Linked DNA regions of Mus musculus: region 2 is linked to region 1. The links are chromatin contacts, called in public promoter capture Hi-C maps. All regions are on one chromosome and are shown on one strand. The core of a region is the stretch at or near the end of the contact, and the rest is flanking DNA. Distances in the headings are between cores, read along the strand shown.

Evidence for each region. Capture Hi-C pulls out chosen DNA fragments and counts their contacts.
Region 2: a contact with region 1 is called in a promoter capture Hi-C map of pancreatic islet. The contact joins two enhancer-like sites. A contact is called at or near these places in 1 of 39 promoter capture datasets (the C10 cell line), 2 of 484 Hi-C or Micro-C datasets (CD4 T cells and CD8 central memory T cells), 2 of 115 datasets of contacts at active chromatin or transcription factors (embryonic stem cells and microglia) and 3 of 9 other capture datasets (adipose tissue, liver and pancreatic islet).

Annotation. Positions count from the first base shown.
Region 1 is chr4:133,612,680-133,615,379 of GRCm38.p6, reverse strand. It overlaps Zdhhc18 (zinc finger, DHHC domain containing 18), which reads left to right. Exons shown (of 8, transcript NM_001017968.2): 3 at 51-200; 4 at 1,442-1,579; 5 at 1,693-1,741; 6 at 2,355-2,457. Among named protein-coding and RNA genes, the nearest start is that of Sfn, 12 kb to the right of the region's middle. Within about 2 kb of position 1,324, at least 147 of the 459 cell types and tissues checked have an H3K27ac peak or open chromatin away from gene starts, as enhancers often do. A contact at or near this core is called in pancreatic islet, where this site is marked.
Region 2 is chr4:133,728,340-133,731,039 of GRCm38.p6, reverse strand. All of the region lies in intron 1 of Arid1a (AT rich interactive domain 1A (SWI-like)), which reads left to right. Among named protein-coding and RNA genes, the nearest start is that of Mir7227, 13 kb to the right of the region's middle. Within about 2 kb of position 1,354, at least 299 of the 459 cell types and tissues checked have an H3K27ac peak or open chromatin away from gene starts, as enhancers often do. A contact at or near this core is called in pancreatic islet, where this site is marked.

The DNA of each region.
Region 1 (2,700 bases), core at 75-2,574:
GGGCCATAGGCCGTCTGGGGTGCCCTCATTTTCCCTCTTCACACCCTCAGATAACACAGGCAGCTCCACATACCGACCGCCCCCTCGGACTCGGGAGGTGATGATCAACGGGCAGACAGTGAAACTCAAGTATTGCTTCACCTGTAAGATGTTTCGGCCTCCCCGGACCTCGCACTGCAGTGTCTGCGACAACTGTGTGGGTGAGTGGGGGTGGGCCTCAAAAAGCCCGGAGAGACTGAGTCTTGGATGCAGGAAGTCACATGTGGGGCAAGGCAGACAGCATCTGACTTACTTAGGACTGAGTGGGAAGGCAGTGGCATCTCTTGGCCCAGCGCTGGTCTATATCCCATCCCACCGATCCCGAACATTGTGACAGACCTTGAACTTGTGTGTCCCGTCCCGTCCCGTCCCCCACCCGTCTTCAGTGTGCTCCTCAGTAGGTCCATGATCCCAGAAGCCTGGAGCTGTAACATGGAGGACAGGGTGCTCTAACTGAGAAAGAAGGCAGGGAGGGTGGGAGTCTGGAGGAGGGAGGCGGAGAGCATGGACCAGAGCTGAAGACTGGCTCCTGACCAAGCTTGGTTTGTTCCCCTCACCCTGCTCCCCAGACGCCATACAGCTCGATGAAGACCATGACAGTCCCTTGGGAGGGTGTCACAAGGGAGAGTCTGTATGACACCCAAGCGAGCTGAGCCATGGTGACAGTGCACAGTTCCCAGGGCAGTGACTTCATGGTGCCAGCTCAGCACCCTCTGAAGAGGAGAGCGGCACAGCAGGCGTGAAGTGGGTGACTCAATGCCTCTTATTCATCCCTGCCAGTCTGCCCCACCCACTGCCTCAGAGGCACCAGCCTTTGGCATAAGGCCTGCAACGGGCTCATGACCCAGATTCCCACAGGGACTTTCCTTACCAGGGTGTGACTCCCACCCTCAGGGACTTAGCAATGGTATGAGCTCAGTCCTCTGCCCTGGCCTCTGGTGCCAGCTCTGCAGGAGCTACGTAGCGGCCCAGCCCTCTCTAGACCTTAAGGCCAGAGCCGTTGGCATGGAGCTAGTAAGAGGCCATAGTCTGTGAGTCTTTGAAGCAGACACTGTCAGACTCTGGCAGGGGTCTGAGGCCAGCACATGTCTTGTTCAAGGGCAGTGCTGTCTAAAAGAAGAGCAAGAGAACAGACCAGGAGACCTCTGCCTAGATTGAGACCATAGGAGACTTTTTAAGGGAGTGGCTTTGTAGTTGACATCTGAAGGAGTTACTATGGAGCTAAAAGAATAGACAGGGAATGTGTCAGGCAGTGGGTGGGAACTGATGAGCAAGGGCTGGAAGCAGGGTGTGTCCAAGGGAGCAGCTGGTGGGGAGGGGGCAAGTGCCAGCCTGGGGCAAAGGCTAGTCACCCAGCAGTGCTGACTGGGGAACCCCCACTAACTCCTCCTTCCCTTCCTAGAACGGTTTGACCATCACTGCCCTTGGGTGGGCAACTGTGTGGGGAGACGGAACTACCGCTTCTTTTATGCGTTTATTCTCTCCCTCTCCTTCTTGACGGCCTTCATCTTCGCCTGCGTGGTCACCCACCTGACCCTTCGTGAGTTGGGGAACAGCGGGTGGAGGAAGGCTAACCAGTGAGCTCGGCCCTAGCGTAGGGCCGTGCTCACCCCCACCCCCACCCCCTGAGCTGTGTCCCTTTCTTCTTCCTAGTTTCTCAAGGAAGCAACTTCCTCTCCGCTCTGAAAAAGACACCAGCAAGATATCCTTTGCGGGCTGGTCACCCTGGGTGGGGAATTGAGGCCTCTTCATGGGACAGGTCTCCAGAGTGGGTAGGGCTCTATCTATTCTCTAGAATGCACTCTACCCGCTAGTTTGTCAAGACCCAGGCTGGAGCTGACCCTAAAGGGATCGTCACGGAGAGGGGCAGAGCAAGCAGGCTCAGGAAAATGCCTGTCTACAGAGGCTTGGCAGAGAGTGGATTTTGTAATTAAATTTTTGTTTACCCTGCAGCGGGGAACATGCATGTGCCATGTCACACGAATAGGGATGGGGACAACTTGAAGTTCAAACTCAGCTTGTCAGGCTTGGTGACAGGCTCCTTTATCCATTGAGTCACGTCACCAGCTGCGAGTTCCTTAGGATGCCAGGCTTCCTGCTCCATGCCAGGATCCTGTGGTTGGAATTCCCTCTGCCATCCCTAGCCCAGAGCCCGCCTTGTTCCCCAGGCGCTCCCTCCCCCTTCTGCTGAGAAATGACTGGATCACAGAAAGGTCCCCAAACCTGTCACTTTCCAGGGACATAGCTCCAGGGAAGGGTGAGCTCAGGGGTCAGGGGTTCCACCCTCTCTTGCACGCGTCCTTGACAGGGCCCACTGTGCTGGAGTTGGTCATCTGCTTCTTCTCAATCTGGTCCATCCTGGGCCTCTCAGGGTTCCACACGTACCTCGTGGCCTCCAACCTGACAACTAACGAAGATGTGAGTAAAGTTGGACAGGCCCGGGGAGCCTGGGGTGGCCAAGTGCTGCCCGCTGGGGGGGTCCAAGGTGGAAGCCTAATGTCAGACCCAATGTCACACAGACCTGGGGGTCCTGCTGTGACAGAATTAGGATGCATATTGCCCATGGCATGACCAAGAGATGTGGCCTAGGGTCATAATGCTGGAGGGGTCCAATCCAAGATTAATGGCAGAAATCACGACCAAGCCTTCACATCCACCACT
Region 2 (2,700 bases), core at 105-2,604, 120 kb before region 1:
TATAGCTATGCATGGGGCATGCCCAGCTTGTTCAGTATCATTATGAGGTAGTGTGGATTTGGAAGGACTGGAAGGATCTCAGTTCTGGTGGCTGCCTTTATCTGATAAATTGGAAGTGTGCTCTTATTCTCCTTTTAAACGTAGGGAAATTTGAAAGAATTTAATACAACAAAACGTACTTTGGGGGATGGTGGTTGCAAATTAGCAGCCACATAGGCAGATGACCAGAATTTGAATGAAGTGTTTTTATCTTCTGTAAAGAAGTAAATTGGCACGTGGTCTCCAGATTATATATAACGCGGCTCCCAGGACGTGTGGGTTTGACTCTGGATAAAATGTTAGCGTACTTCCATTTCTCCATGGATGAGATGGCTTTGATGAGGCTCAATAGGAGGGTAGGGTAGGGGGGGTAGGTTATTGTCCTGGCATGTAGTCATGTTTCCCCTGTTTAAAAGTACAACACAGGGCTGGTATGGTATAACTGCCTGTAGTCTCAGCACTACTGATGATCATTTGAGCCAAAGAGTTAGAAACCAGCCTGGACAAGATAGCAAAACACTATCAAATGAACAAAACAACACCCCATCCTATAGTCCCTTATTCAGGGTCTCAGGACAGAGCTGATGTCAGCTGATTTCATAGTACTTCCTCTTGGATTGGTTCAGATCATACCAGTCCTCAGCCCCATGGTGAATGGGAGGAAGTGGAGGTAGGCAGAGATGGCCTGTAGCTATAGAGAAAAGGGACAGTGGAATGATTTATGCTGCTCAATTTATGTACTAGGGAGCAAGGCTGCTCTTGCAGAAGTCCCTTTAGTCCTAAGATCTAAGTGATTTCTGTGGAGCTGGCAGGGAAAGTAAAAAGCCTGTTGGTTGGGAGAGGCCTTAACTTTTGTACTTATCTCTGCCTGGAGTGCCCTTAACAGAGGAGGGTCCCCTCCGGGAACTGATCAACAGCTGCTGCCAGTCCCTAGAATCACAGGAAGTGGAGGCCTGGTGCCTTTGTATAGAAGCTCTGCAGCCAGACAATAGTTTGTGCTGGCGGGGCCATGTGGCGAGTCACGTGACCCGAGGCTGTATTCTGCTGGGGTCCTTACCCATCTGTTCTCTCGGCTCTTTCTGGGTTATCAGGCGCCAGTCCAAGTCTTCCCAGGCAGCCAGCTTCATGGCCAGAGATTACGAGCACTAACCTTCCTGGCAGGGTCGGTGTGGCTTCGAGTTTATGCAGATTAGCCATGTGTTTCTCACTTCAAGGCGGTCCACAGGAAAAGCCTTTTCCTGTGTTTGGCTCTCAGTGGGCGGTTCCCAGCTTACTGTACTGGGACTCAAGCTGCAGGCACGCACGAGAGGGATCACAGTACACTGCCCCCCCCTCCACCTCCAATGCTACGTCACCACAACACAACCACTCACGCTCTCATACTGTTGGTGTCATTCATTCCGTGCCAAGATTGCTTTAAAAAATTCCCTTGGCCCCAGTTCAAACAGGAGTACAGCTGGGATGTGTTAGATTTTAGGCAGTCTGCCCTCAATTTGAGATGAGTTATAAATAGCAGTGCCGACTTCCTTAACTACCGCTCTCTGAGGTAAAATGCAGGTTAATTACTGTGGGAATCAATTAGGGGCTTCTTTCGGTTAAAGAGCCAGGGATGCATTTTTATTGTTATTATTAAAACTCATAAACAAATCTGGCCAGGAATAAATTGAAAGCACGAGAAGTACAAAATAATATTTGGAGGCCCAAAATCCAAGGGTATGGCTCTAGGTTTATCCTGGCACCGACTAGTTGGCATCTAGAGCGGAAAACACAAGTGTGTGCTGGTCAGGACTTCTCCTTTCCAAAGATGGAGGCTCTTGGCAGTCCCTGGCCCAACCTTTCATTTTGTTCTTTCGAGTCTTTGGCACAGCTAGGCATAAAAGTTGGCCCTTACCTCCGCTTCTGGTCACCTCTTCTCTGTATCTTTGGCTTCTGACTGTCCATTCTCTCGCAGACTTATTTCAGGATCAGAGATTGTTTTTCCTGGTGCCACTACCACATGGTGTGGGGAGTAATATCTCTTGGTACTCAGAAGTTTTAGTGCGTGCCTGGTTTTGTCTCCTCTTTCAGTGGCTTATGGTCAGATAGAGAATTTGCAACTATGTTTAATATTTTGAGTGTCCCAAAAGTGGTTACTTTTGACTATCTGACACCTAGCCTTGATGAACCTTAAAGCTCAACTTGTTACTTTCAGCAGTTCACAAGGCCACTGTGGCCTTTTCCTGTACATTAAGAACTTGTGAGTGATTCCAGAGCCAGGTGGTCCGGAGGTGCCATTTGCTGGAAGCAGGGAACTCTGCAAGTTGTTAGTGTGCAAGCTGTTTGCACTGAATATACTCGGAAGGATAGGCCTGCACCGGCACCTTTGATGCCCCGAACCGCATTCATTTCATTTGTCAGGCACTTTATAGCTTGGCCAGTGATCTGCAAGGAGCTAAGTGGTGGACTACCCCCCCACCCTTATTTTTATTTTTTTATGAATGCAGGAGAGTATATAGCAGGGGGCCTGGCTTGCCTGATGAAGGGCCAGCATTTTCCTCTCAATTACGTGTCTGTGAGGCAGAGCCTTTGCCTTTGAAGCGTAATCACAGTAATCTGCTCCCGCGGTTTCCTGTTGAAAGGGTTTCCTCTCCATCTTTCCCAGAGTGGCATCTCTGGCTCTTT